2 separate regions of the Gossypium hirsutum genome follow, and region 1 is linked to region 2. The links are chromatin contacts, called in public Hi-C maps. All regions are on one chromosome and are shown on one strand. Each heading gives the region's core, a stretch centred on a gene start, on an enhancer-like site or on the middle of the called end of the contact. The rest is flanking DNA. Distances are from core to core; before and after follow the strand shown. Region 1 has its middle 21 kb from the start of LOC121222386. Region 2 overlaps LOC107914196 (squamous cell carcinoma antigen recognized by T-cells 3).

Region 1 (7,800 bases), core at 1,435-3,934, 130 kb before region 2:
CTTCTTGTGGAATATATTTTCTTCATTTGTGTGATCTACAAGGATTAAAATCTTTTATTTATTATTTATCTCATATTAATTTAAATTAATTAGAAATAAAATAATCCTTAAAGAATATATTGAATTTCTAAAATAACTCTAAAATGATTTAAATAAGAGATAAATAACAATGATACATGATGAACTTTGATTTGTCCAAAACTCTTCTTCAATTCCCCATCAAAACTTGGTCACTTAAATTGTTTTTGTTGATAAGAAGTGGGCAAGTATTGAAACTTTAGTTACTTCTGCTGCCAAAATTTTTTCCATCTTTAAAGGATGCCATCAAGATTTTTTTTCTTTGGACTAAACTTAGCAATGAAACTAGGTTGTGTATGCACCATTTTTTTCTTGAAGGACCAAATAATGATGTCGTTCAATATTTTTTTTGGATGAGTGGTTTAATCTTGTGCTTAAGAGTGATAAATAGTTTAAGATCATGCTTAGGAGTCTCATTTTACAATTATGGGTTGATCAATACCTTTATTACTAGCTAAAATTTTGCACCATTGTGAATTTCTTACTAATGAGGTTATAGATTTTTGGTAGTTGACATTTTTGGTTCCATGATGTGAGCTTGGATGGCTAATTCTTTAAAATATTTTCGCTTGATGCCTTGGAGAATATAGGACAAGCCCGATTCATGCCTTGTATGCAAATGTAAATGTTAAAAGACTCTGGCAAAGTGTTCTTACAACTCAAACTTAAGTTCCTCTAATAGTGAATGTAATCGATGATTGGCTCATCCTTTCATTAGCGTGAATGTGTGATTTTAATTGTGTTGACTTTGTGGTGAGTGTTATAGAATCGATTGAGAAATTCTCGCTTAAATTATTCTTAGATATTAATCATCCAAGGCATAAGATCAGATTACTTATCAAAGGCAGTTCATTTTAATGATTAAATAAATTACTTTACCATGAGATCTCCATCATTTTGATGTTGTTGCAAGTTCCCACAAAGTGAGCAACATATAGATGTGGATTTCCATCAACCTGTTGGTATTTTAGAGGTTGATAATTTTCAAGCATCCCCAATCGATCAAAATCCTTTGAGCATATGGCTTTGCAAATGTGTATAAATGTGGAGAAACACTTTTGACTTGATCCTTGATTAGATTCCTTAATAAGCTCTTTGAGCTGACATAAAGAAACGTTTTGAAGTCCTTTTTTAATAGTCTTGGTAGAAATTTGACCAACTTTTTAAAGAATTTGTTAATGAGTTTCACTTGCATGTGATTGGTTGCATCTACTTAAGCTTTTGATTTGTGCCTCGTGAAAACAAGTTGATAATCCTTTCTTTTAACTTGATGCAATGAATTCCACAACTTCTATACAATGAAAAAATTGCTAGTTGTCATCGTAGATTGCTAGTTGTCATCGCAGCCATAATGTCCAACTTTGATAATGAGCATCTGTGAACTTTGATGAGTTTGGTTTTTGAAGAAAATAAATGAATGACAGAGATGATCTCATTAGGTGTGCAAAAAATTTGTATACAAAAAATTTTAGGCAAAAAAAGACTGGAAAATTGGAACAAATAAAAGATTTTTATTTATAGAATTTGACTTAGAACCTCTTGATATATCTTTTGACTCTTCTTTTTAATGAAGTTTCGATCTAAGGATTGTCTAGACTCGATTTTGAATGGATGTGGTCACTAAGACTCGTCAAAACTTGATCTTGAATACAAATATGGAAAGTTGCTTACTTGAGAATTGATTCAAGTGTTTTCAAGACTTGATCTTGGACCAATGAAGTTCGTTTGAAAGGTTATAAAAACTTGATCTTGAATAACAAGTTATATTTTTATTTTATTTTTTTGTGTTGATTCAATGGGATTGAGAAAGCTTTATCCAAGGGTATTTGAGACTTGATCTTAGATGGAGATTTCTACTTTAAGGGCCTTTTAGGGTCTAATATTGAAAAACATATTTAACCTACTTTCTGTTGATACAACCGAATTGAGGTGAGCATTTATCCAATGATCATAAAGACTTGATCTTGGATGAAAGATTCTACTTAAAGAACGAATTTAGCTCTCTCTTTTTCGTCGATTGAACAAGATTAGAAAGTAGTTTTCTTCAGAATTGATGTGGCATTTTTAAGTTTTTTTTTTCTTTCGAATATTTTTACTTCTTTAGAGATTCCTTCCTTGAGATTTTGGAGAAAGTTATCAAATTTTGAATTTCTAAACTTATGAACTTGAATGTCTGGGAAGGTAATCCCTTTTATAGTAATCAAATAAAAGAGATTTCTTATAAAATATAACATTCTCATTTACTAATTTACAAAGGTTAAACTATCATTAAAAAAATCATGATTAAAATTTTATATTTTTTATTTATCTCATTGATTAAAAAAACAACCATTAAAATATACAATATTTTTTATAAAAGTATTTAATTCATTAAATTATCTTTTATTAATTAATTAAATTTAATAATTGATTGCTGATGGTATGAAGCATACAAAGGTTAGAGGATGATAGATATATTGTCTGCAAAACTGAAGCTCAGTGGTAATTGATTAAATTAAATAATTAAATAAAAAATGAAGAATAAGTTTGTTGGACCATATACTAATTAAGCTAAATTGGCCCAATGACACAAATAGTTGCAACATGGACCCGTATGCAAAACTTTCTTGGATGATTTTTAATATTATTAAATTCTATACAGAAAGCCCACTTAACTTATTAAATTTGGTTTTCAGGGACTCAACAGTAATGATCCAAATTTCATTCTATGTCTAAACTTCCAACCATTTTTCTGGGTTTGAATAAAAAATAGCTTTACTCATTGAGTTTCCCACATGTTTGATTGGTGAGAAAATGAGCATGGTTGATGAGAAAAATTAAATACAATTTTTAAAAATTAATATAAAATTATTTTTAATATTTTTAAAATTATTTGATAATTGTTAGAATTAAAATTAAAATAACAAATTTTGTAAACATTGAGTTCTAAATTTGTTGAATTTTTTGGATTTAAGATCAAATTGATAGAATGTGTAAACATTTGATGGCTAAATTTGTTAGACTGTTGTTACTAAGTTAACGAGTATAATATTTACTTTCGAAAATTAAATAAAAAATTAATAATTTAGTGACGAAAATAAAACCAACTGAATAGTTAAATAACTATTTTTGTATATTTATATTTATAACAAAATAAAAATTTCATTAGAAGAATGGATATAACAAATTAAAATAAAGAAAAACAAATCTTTAAAGTAAAATTAAAACATAGTAATCGTTAATAAGGAATCTTGGAGTGTCGGATAAGATTAACTGTTTTAGAAAAGTAAGATGGAGAATTTCAAAGTGAGAACTAAGTTAATCTTCTCTTTAAATTTTTTTTAAAATTTTAAATTAACTTTCTAAATATGATAAAAATTTGATTTAATTTTTTAAAAATTATAAAAATATAGACTATCAAAATGGTGAAATTATATTTTTACTATCATAAAAATTAAAATTTAATTTCGGTCCCCTTAAAAAACTTTTCTAACTTCTCCTTGTATGAAATGACTAGTGTTACAAGTTAACTTGACACCAATTCAATTGCGAAGTTACGAAAATACCATTATTTTAAAGGATAATTAATATTATTAAAAAGATCATAATTTTATATAATTTTAAATAAAATAACTAAAAAACATTATTTAAGAATCAAATACAAGACTAATAAATTATATAAAAATCTCTTATCATTTCACCAAGTATATTTATAAATATATTTTTAATATAAAATATTTTCGTGTATTATAAAATTTAGAACGAATATTGTATTTCCAAAATTTGACGCTAAGCATTTTCTCAAAAAAAAAAAGTTATGTTGAAAGACCACAATATTATTCAAAAGGGTTCATGGTATAAAGACCTAACTTTAGCTAATAAATATTTTATTTTATATTTCAAAATAATTATAATTATTTATGGTCTAAGGTTTAAATTAAAAATGCTATTAGAACATTTTAAAAATATTTATAATGTTTTAATGATGTCTTTTAATTATTAAAAATTATACCACTTAATTATTAATAAAGAATTGTGATTGAATCTCAAGTTGTGACTTATTAGTTAGATGTTCACTTAGCCTAACTTAGATTCGAATCATTGTTATATTAAAAAAAAAGGTTGTATTTTACTAATTGAGCCAAGCCTTATGGTTTAAAAAATTAATTTATCACCCCAAAAACACCCTAATTTTTTTTCCAAATCGTTTGCTTCTTTTTGTTTTTGCTTAGCAGCAGTGTTAGCGTCCAAGCTAGCTACCGTCCCCCTTTTTCTCCTATCCACCAACCCTCTTTTTCTTTCTTCTTCTCATTCACTCCATGCATTTTCTTTCTTTTCAGTTTACGGATCGATTTTGTGGGTATATTTGTTGTCTTCACAAGTTGTGGTGGACAGATGATAGTACCTATCATCATTGAAGCACCACCAACCATCGACAATTTCTTTTAGAAAGTGAGTAGCTCTTCGTTGACTTCTTAATCTGTTTCTGTTTTGAGAGTTTCAAAATAATAAATTATTTCATGAGCCGGTTTGGACTCATGTTATCTTAAGTTTTATATGCTTTTTTGTTTGTTTTTCAATTGTTTTTTAAGCTTGCTTATGCATGTAGTCTTGCTTTTGCGAGTAATTTTAGGGTTGGTTTTGTCGTCGTCCCCTCTAGTTTGGTGGATGCTCAGTTCTTTTGTCAATTTATGTCAGTCGCATTTGACCATCTGGGGTTGATTTCCTTATTGTATTAAGTGATTGCAATCACTTGTGATATGTTGTGTTTGAGTTGTGACAGAGCCAATTGTCAATGTGCCATAATGTTTTATTGATGTTGAAGTTAAAGCTTTTGTTGTGTTGATGGAGCTTGTCCTTTAGCGCGTACAACGGGTGTTTGTTATTCTCCCCCCCCCCAAATTGTATGGTCTTATTCACTGGAGGAATTAATGAATTTCTCATAAAAAAAAGTTGTGACTATTCATGAAGATATTTATTGAATAATTATGTTTATCGCAAGAGACTTGACTATCCAAAACAAACATTTACTAGATAGTTCTATTCGTATAAAGAGACATAAGAACTATAAATAAGAGTCAACTTTCATTTGGAATGTACATAAAAGAAATTCAGAAATACAACCTCTCCTTCTATCTTCCTACTAATCATAGATTGTTTATAACAAATTACCATAAAGTTTTTTTTATTTTATAGAAGTTGACATTCATATTGTATCTTAGTGAACTTTTGTCTATCAGTACAAAATGTAAATAGTTATTGGAATTAATTGTATCTTTAAAGTTCATTTATGGGAAAAATATATATGTTACTTTAACTCTTAACTTTGATGAGAATTTATGGGCAGACACATATTCATAAGAGATAATATTTAATGTGGTTAATTTAGGGTTTGATCTGTTTTAAAATATAAAAAAGATAAAAATCATTCCACTAAACTCGTAATTTATATGGTTGAGCCCCTTTTAACCTATGCCCAAAATATAAACAGGATAAGGATCACTCCACCAAACTTGTAATTTTGCATGGATAAAGCTACAAATGTGAATCACCACAAGATACAACTTTTGCAGGAATAAAATTACAAACTCTCCTCTCGTAAATCTCTATTTATAGGACTTATTACTTAATCATCAAGAAATTTTATTCATTAACATTCTTCACTTATTACCAATATCAAATTTAATATTAACAATTTGGGTCAATATCTTATCTCTATATATATATATAAACATTTTTCATGATTTTGTTTTTGATGTATCCCCAAAAGTAATGTAAAAACCTCAAAGAGAAGAAATCTATGATACCTCAAAGTCTTGAACAATGCATATATTATGTAGCATTGAAATTAGAATAATGGAGATTAAATGGTCAAAGAGGATAAAAGCCAAAAGTTAAGCTAAAATATATGTATGATTCAAAGCACCAAAGCATATTATAGAAAAAGGATTGGATTCAGAAAGTCAAAAAGTATATGTTAGAGAAATAGGTTGGTAGTTGGGCACTCCTTGGGAGGCTTCATTATTTCCACTTACCTTCTTTCGGTCCCCTTGTTTATAATTATGTTACAATTTAGGTAATGTAAATGGAAAGAAATTTCCCACAACCTCAGAATTAAAGAAGTTAAAAAATCCCAAGTGTAGCACGTGGCAATCTTGGTGACCAGTTGTTTATATATAATTGAACGATATTCAATGCTCTGCCGACAACATCAGACATTTTTGTAGCTATTGGTCTTTTCTGCAAATGCACTATCACTCCAACATTCTTCTCTCTTCAGCTTACACAACTTGTACACGATTGCTGGTTGACCTTCACACACCACTTATGTAATTTCTCTTTTTTTATTTCTTTTTAGAAAATGAAATCCATCTTTCATTAGTTTTGCCTTGTTTGACATATTTGGTGAGTCGTAAAAAATAAGGCATGTTAAGTTATTTGATAAAATTAAGGGAAAAATTAGTCACAAAATTAAAAAAGATTAAAAAAAATCAAATTATAGTAAAAAGAAATGAGGTTAGTTGGAGTATAAAGTTGCTTAGTAATTAAACACTCCAATAAAGGTACAATCTAAGTGTAATGTGTAAGGTTCAAACCCACCTTCTTTGAATTTTGTTCCTATTTTAATTTAATAATTTAATATTATAATTGTAATACCAATCAATCTCACATCTTACTCAATTACTTAAAACGTTTAATAACACTAATATTTAAATATTTTACCAAAATATTCCTAATTATATTTTTGAGCCTTTTTGACCATTAACATTTTTTTTTCTTCAAATTGCTTTTTTAACATCTTTGATGAAGGTGCCGTTAAAAAAGTTAACGGGATGATGTGAAATACTTTTAATGAGATATAATTTATTACTTAGATAACCCAATAAGATAATTACATGTGAAAAATAATAAAATAAATAAATAATTCATGAAGTTAAAAAAATAAACATAATAATCTAAAAATAAGTTTCAAAATGAATGCACATATTCAATATTTTCGATTTGATTTATTAATTATCTTTTTGAAACCTCTCAGTAAATAAACGAATACATTCATTTTGAATTTTTTTTTAGATAATTAAGTTTATTTTCTTTAAATTAAGAATTATTTTTTTAAATTTCATGTATGATTTATTTATTTTATTATTTTTCACGTGTAATTATCTTATTGGATTACTTAAGTAATAAATTACATCTCATTAAAAATATTTCGCGTATGAAATTCCACATCATCACGTTAACTTTTTTAGTGACATTTTCATCAAATTTGTTTTAAAAAAAAACAAATATTGATGGTTAAAAAAAGCTCAAAAATACAATTAGGATAATTTTGACAAAATATATAAACGATAGTGGCAAAAATTTTCATTAAACCTTACTTAAATGATAAAGACATTTTTATTTAAATTCTTTATACCATGTATTTCTTGTCAATGTGGGATGACTAGCATTGCAAGCAACTAACAATTCTCCACTAATTTAGAATGTTAGTAATTAATTTACTTTTCACACAAATAAAAATTGTGCATCTCTCGATTTAAACCACCAATTAACCAATATATCTTACAATTTAATGAAGCCATTGATGTTCACATATTTAAAACACACATAATCTTCATTCATAACTTGGTCAAAAGTTGTTCATATTTATCACTAATATGTCATTGTGTTTTTTTTTAAAATAACATTTACGAGAGAAAGTAGTACCACTTCTTGTATTTATATAAGTAGAGTTTTTCTATT
Region 2 (7,029 bases), core at 707-3,206:
CATCTACTTTTAAACCAGTTTTTGTTTATATTAACTTCACTTCACAACCCTTTTTCTTTTATCCTAAAAATGGCTCATATTCTTATTTCCACATAAACTATCAAATATATTTTTTATTAGTACTTGGTTTCTCTTTTTTTTTTTTTAAATATCAAATCTCTTTATCTCGAATATAATTTATATCAAGATTAAAACTTTAGGATCTTTTAAGTGTTTAAGTTTGGATCTCACCTATGGAAACTATGTGTAGAGAAATTAGTTTGAGTTGAGTTAATTATTTAGTTTAATGGTCAAAATGATTGATTCTGATATAATATAAAAATATTATCTTAATGGGTAGGATTTTGATTTTTCAAATATATTTTTGATTGGAGAGCCAAGGATGATAATGATGGATGATTAGGATTAGGAAGGGGAAAAGGGGAATTTGCAATCAGTATTGAAGACGCGGCATGATGTAGGAAGAAGGAAAAAAAGGGAAACATAGAAAGAGAGGTATGGGGTCACATGAAAAAAAATTAAATTTTGACTAACTCTATTTTGACACCCAAATTTACATCTTTTTAAAAATGTGACATTGTTTGAAAATTAAAAAAATGTATATTTATTAAGTTTTAAGTGATATGGATGGAAATGCATGAATGATGATTAAAGAGCAGAGAGAAATGAAGCAGCATTAATATGTAAAAGTAGAAGACGCATGAACCCAAGTCATTCAATTCGTTTAATTGTGGGTCAAACAATTTGGTGAGTTCTAGGGCTCATTTTTTTCATATCTATTGTATCTAATTTAATTTTAATGTAATTGCATATGGTAAAAGATTAAATGATTTGAAGGAAATTGATGATGTTAAATTTGGTATGATAGTATCTATTTAAAAGATATGGCAAGAGTTTGGTTTTTTTCCTAAAGACAAGGCAATGCAAGAAGTGATTCATATCCAATTTTAATGATGGAGTTAGTTTGGTTTAATTGTTAAGGTCACCATGACATTACATTGGAGTCTTATTATTATTTAGAATTGGTCCACAAATTCTATTAACTTTATAACATAAAAAAGAATGTTCATCAGAAGGTGTCGCTTTTATTATTATTTTATTTTTATACAAGGCATTGTGAAGTTGTTTTTATTCCAGAATAATAGACAATAACCTTTCAATGTGTGTTTGAACTACTACTCAAGATGCTTCTAGATCTTTTATTCATGTCGGGTTTAGGTCAACTCTAAACTTCCCATTTTATTATTTTAAAAATTAGATTAATATTTATATATTTCATGGGGCCTACCCAACATGTGGGATTATTATTTGTAGGTAACCAAATTTTAAATATATTGATAGAAAAGTGTAAATATGATATTAGTGTTTTATTTTATAGAAATGAAAGTGGTTTTGTTCTTAATTTTTACATAAGGTACCTTCTTCATTTTTAACACATTTCAAATTAATAGTTTTCCTGATTTCAATATTTTAATTTTTTTATTACCATAATCATAATTTAATTTTAAATCTTTTCATTTATTTTGATATTAAATTAAGTTCCTTTTAAATTATTTTAAACTAATTCAAAATCATAACTATTTCTTTTATTTTTATTAAATAATACTTTATAATTAAAATGATAAAATGTTAAAAAAACATTTTTTTATATTAGGACATATTTTAAATAGTAAATCATGCTTAATTTAGAATTCAATAATAATGCCTTTTTGCTATATTAAAATAATAATTTCATTTTAAAGCATTGTAAATATTTTATTTTTTAAAATAAAATTTAATTAAATAAATTTTTATACCAACATATATTTGTTATACCTATATCACGTACCCCTACATCTATTCCTAAACTATGCTATGCGTGTCCAGTGAATCAAACTAAGCCAACAAACTATGCAATCAACAAACCTTCCACCTTTTACCACAAGTAAACATGAGCCCAAAAAATCCTCATGCCATTTCATATCTTTGCTAAGCATGCATGATACACGCGTAGGTATTCGAAGTCATTAATTACCCAACTGCCCTCAGACATTATATTCTAAGACGTCACTGAAAGAGAATTAAATATGATCTCATTGTCAACAATATCTAAACAGATAGGCAACCTTATCTCGCAGTATAAAAACCCACAACAAAAACTGAAGAAAGCCAAGTCCCCTTTCCATATCAAATACTTCTTTCCAAACTTTCTCACCAAAGATCGACCCCCTTTCTAGTGGCTTTCCACCCCCACAAAGGTGAACCATCATACAATCCATCTCTTCCTCTCCTTATTGAACTCACTAGTTAACAATATTAAATAATTAAAAGTAAGACTTATTATCAATGACACTAAAGTGAAGCTAACTACTTTAAAAAAGATTCTCCCCTGAGTTTGTTTTGAATGGGGCCATAGGAATTAAAAAGAGGCAAGAAGGAGATGAGGAATAAAGGAGCCTAGCCTAGGTTAAAATTGATTATATGCCCCAGTCCAACTCGGTTCAAGCTCTACTGAATATGTCAGTTTGGTTCCCACTTCAATTTGTTTACATCGTAGAATATTTTAAAACCCTAAAAGAATGTATTGTACTAAGTGGTCCGAATTTGAATGAGAACATAATCAACAATAAAGGAGCCTAAACCTATGCTACCATTAATTGGGAAATTTGAGCCACACCTTTACTCCAATTCTTATTTTGGAACTCTATTGTGGACACTTCTTTTATTATTACTACTACATTTAGTTGCTTTTTAATTTTTTTTTTGTTTTGTTTACTTAAATTGGTTGTAAAATATAATTTTGTTGGTTTTTATTTTATTTTATTTTGTAATTTGTAAACGGAATGATTTGGGTTGAATTTTGGTGTTTATGATTAGGCACATAAAAGTGCTAATGAGTTGAGATTAAGTATGAATATTAAGGTCCATAAGTTTATATTCCACTTCACAAAATCTATAGGAGTCCAAAGACGAAAGGAGAAACAAAAAAATATTACTACGATGTAAACAAAGAGTTCAAAAATAAGTATTACATAGTTTTTAAAAGCATTTTTTTGGAAAAAAAAAAAGAGAATAAATTCTTCGTTTTTAAATTCCGTTGACCAAAAGATATTAAAGCTGCATAAATTATTTGCATTGTACTCACTATTATCAACCAAGAAAAAAATATGTAATGAGCATAGTATAATAATTCCATATTGATCCAAACTAATCTATATTGATAGCGATTCATCCTTCCCGAACACGGCATACAACTCATACAACTCATTCTGCGCTCTCAAAGTTTGCTTATTCTCCCATTTTTCCTTACCATGACAAGTATTTTGAGTCAACCTAAACACTCTAATATCCTTTTTCAAACCTACTCCCATTTTGAGTCAAAATCAAAAGATGGATAAATAGATGCATCTCATCAAGGCTTTTGTAGTGACTAAGGGAGTCAAGACCAAGAAGTGAATTATTTATCAGCCAAGCATTCCTCTTACGGCTAGATTCAATCTCCTAGTCTCTGCAAGAAAAAGAATTTCATGTTCTTTTGAGAAGGAAGGATTGGGTGATTGCAATTTTCTCCGGCAAATAAAACTTTTGCACATTTTCATGAACAAGATCCATATAGACACATAGATTCATGAATCCCTACATCATAATTGAAAGAGTCAATAGAAAAAAGAAAGAAATGAAATTGATCAATATATCTCTCGAAACAAATGAAAGGGAAATGAAAACTGAAACATAAACCAAAGATCAACCAAGCTATCTCGGAGACTTGCAATCACCAAATGTTCAAAAATTCCTCTATTCAATCCTTTTCCTTCTTGTTGCTGAATATCTTGCATCTTTTCTTTGTTTCCCAAGCCTATAGTTCCATCATACATTACAATCAATCAACTAAACTTATTTAAAAGAATAATCAAACTAAATTCACTAATCCCAATCAATTTGATGAAATCAGTTTGATTTAATTCAACTTAATCGGTTACCCTTGCTTATACATGACAATATGAAGCACGTACCATCATAAAATTGCTTGTTTGCATCAATAGTATTTTCACGTTACAAGCCGTTACAAACTAGACTCAAAAGACCTTAAGTTTTATATATATTAATTTTACCCTAGTTTTTATCAAATTGAACTCAAATCCCAAATCTCAAATTATTTCAGATTTAAATCACTTCAAATTCAGATCCTTTCAGCATCTTAATTTTTTAAATAAGTTCAGATCAAATTGAAGGGTCTCAAATCAGAACCAACGGCTTTTCAAGTTGAATCTCATTTTCCCACCACTTTGGAGCATTTATGGTTGTAAATTAAAAGAGAATAAATAGAAAATAACCATTTCTAAACCTGTAATCCCACAAGGTTTGGAAATTAAATCTCTAAATCCAAAGATTAAACAGAGAGAGTGGAGCATTACCTACACGCAAAACATGGGTCATTAAACCTAACGGTAATGGTAAAAGTAAAACTGTTGCCAACCTATTAGTGTGAAAAAGAAAAAAAGGAAATTGATAAAGCAATGGTTAGCACTTAGCAGTTCACCCTAAATGCATTACCCAAAACCACAACTAATTTATCACCAAAATTGGATTTTGCTACTAAGGATAATATTTTGAGAACGTACCTCAGCTTTTCATAAACATTTTTCTGAATTCATCATTCGATTTTGGCTTCTCATCTTCCTCTTTCTTGGTTCCTGGCTTGTTAGTAGTCCACCCAAGTGGTTTAACATTTCTAGGCACCGCAAACGTATTTTTCCCCTTCAGTTGAATGCTCTCAAAATGCTTACGAGAATGTGGTACCTGGGGAGCTACGCTTGAACCCTTTGAGATTTCAACAGATTCTTTAGATGCAGAACTCCCTTCAATTCCACTCTGATTGCTATCATGTTCTGCAATTTCAGTTTAGACACATAAGAGACTAACCAAGCAAAGCTATGATGTAACAAGGATAAAGCAAATGGCACAAACGCATACACATATTATATGTCATGATAAAAGCAAAGGGAGAGAAATTAAATGCAACTGTAATAAACAAAACCTGAAAATCACCTTGATAAAAATGCAGAAACTATCTGCATAATCTACACATTGCAAAGCAATGGGACTTAATAACACAGCTCCAATACATGCAAAATATTCAGACATACCTTTTCCACACCGGAATAATTGGAAGTGCAGGGTAGGAGTGTAATTAAGCTGAGTCGACCTCAAGCTGTGAGAAGCTCGAGCACTACTCAACTCAAGCTTGATTGAGTTCCACTTTTAAAGCAAGCTCAACTCAAAATAAAGATCAAACTGTTAAAAGCTCACTCACTTAGGTTCAATTACCTAGTAAAAGATAAAGCTTTGATTCCCATGCTCAATTTTAGACTCAATTATTTTTACTCAAGTTCGAGTTCGGGTTGGCATGGAAATTTTTCAATAATAATATATAAATAAAAATATACATTAAAAATAAAAAGCTTGATTAGGCTCGCAAGTTATTACAATCAAGCATTAAGATTCTCAAATTTGACTCTCTCAATAACTCAAGCTTGACTTGACAATCCAAATTCAAGAATTTTCCAAGTTGAAACCGAGTAGCTTGTAAGTACATGCATCTCATTTACGGCCCTAGTAGAGTTTAAAATGTATGCAAATTAATTCTGAGGACAAAACAACCTCTGAATTTATCAAAAGGGTAGAACTATCCCTAACTGCCGAAATTGAAAAATCCTTCAATTTAACTACTTAGAAAGGAGTGCCTAGATATGCCTAGAAAATGTTTAAACTGTGGAACTACAAGGAATTAAAAAATAAAAATGATAGAAAGGTACTTTTAGATATCCATCCCGTGATACTTATGCAAAACCAAAAATGCTAATGGAGAGATCAACCAAAGAGTTTATTCTGTTACTTCGTTGTACTCAGTGGGGCTTATATTTGGTACTTTTAGTTTATGTGAATATTGGCTTTTTTTCTTATTGTTCTCTTATATTGTATTTAATATTTCTTGTTTTCCTCAAGAATGCAGAGTTGAAGTTTGTTGTTGTAGGAATATTCTGTAAATATTTTAGGAATATTTTGTAGATATTCTTTTTATTAAAATCCCTTATTTTAAGGGATCATATCTCCTATTTAGTATCTTTCCTAACTTAGAGTTTCCTAAAGTAGTGTCATAGGTTGTATATAAAAACTCTGATTTATGTTCTATTTAATACATAATACTCTGATTTCTACATGGTATCAGCTTAGGTTACGATTTCTTTTTCAACCTAGACCATGTCCGAAACTCCTTCTCCTACTTCGGAGATTACTTCAAATCCAGAAAATTTTTCTGGTTCCGATGCTCCATCAGATTCGTCTAGTCAAGGGTCTTGTGAAGGTAATCTGGTCATAAAAGATCCAGAAGGTAACCTTTCTTCTACTGCATTTTTCTCCTCCCAGTTGAATCCTAATTGGATCCTCGATTCTGGTGCTACGGATCATATGACTGGTAACAAGGCATTGTTTCACAATTTTTTTCATACCTTTGGTAAAGCTGTTAAAACGGCTGATGGTACCTTGTGCAAAATAGAGGGACATGGCACTGTTATTCTCAATGAACAGATTGCACTTAAAAATGTTCTCTTTGTACCAAATCTGGCGTGCAATCTCATCTCTGTTAGTAAATTGTCCACAGACTTGCATTGCTCTGTAATTTTTAATGATCGTGATTGTACTTTGCAGGCACTGAACTCGAAGAAGATGATTGGTAAGGCCAGCTTGCATAATGGTCTCTACATCCTCCCTACCTCTCCTAAAATCGAGATCTCCAAGTCATTTACCGCTTTAGGAAAAGTTGATACTGTTATGTTATGGCACTTTCGTTTAGGCCATCCTAGTTTCCAATACCTTGCAAAATTGTTTCCTGCTCTATTCATTAATAAAAGGCCTAATTCTTTTTCTTGCAAAGTTTGCTCTCTTGCCAAACATACTAAATCATCTTATTTTCCTTCTACATACAAGCCTTCTTACCCTTTTGCTTTGATCCATAGTGATATTTGGGGCCCTTCTCGGGTGAAGAATGCT

Evidence for each region. Hi-C and Micro-C count contacts between places; a contact is called where the count stands out from the background.
Region 1: a Hi-C map of leaf shows a contact between it and region 2, with 2.0 times the contacts expected there. The contact joins two enhancer-like sites. A contact is called at or near these places in 3 of 34 Hi-C or Micro-C datasets (all in leaf).

What each region holds. Positions count from the first base shown.
Region 1 is chrD10:10,541,730-10,549,529 of Gossypium_hirsutum_v2.1, reverse strand. No RefSeq gene overlaps it. Among protein-coding and RNA genes, the nearest start is that of LOC121222386, 21 kb to the right of the region's middle. Within about 2 kb of position 2,684, at least 2 of the 9 cell types and tissues checked have an H3K27ac peak or open chromatin away from gene starts, as enhancers often do. A contact at or near this core is called in leaf, where this site is marked.
Region 2 is chrD10:10,409,953-10,416,981 of Gossypium_hirsutum_v2.1, reverse strand. It overlaps LOC107914196 (squamous cell carcinoma antigen recognized by T-cells 3), which reads right to left. Exons shown (of 15, transcript XM_016843010.2): 14 at 4,602-4,868; 15 at 3,104-3,487. The coding sequence ends at 4,603. Among protein-coding and RNA genes, the nearest start is that of LOC107914196, 15 kb to the right of the region's middle. Within about 2 kb of position 1,956, at least 3 of the 9 cell types and tissues checked have an H3K27ac peak or open chromatin away from gene starts, as enhancers often do. A contact at or near this core is called in leaf, where this site is marked.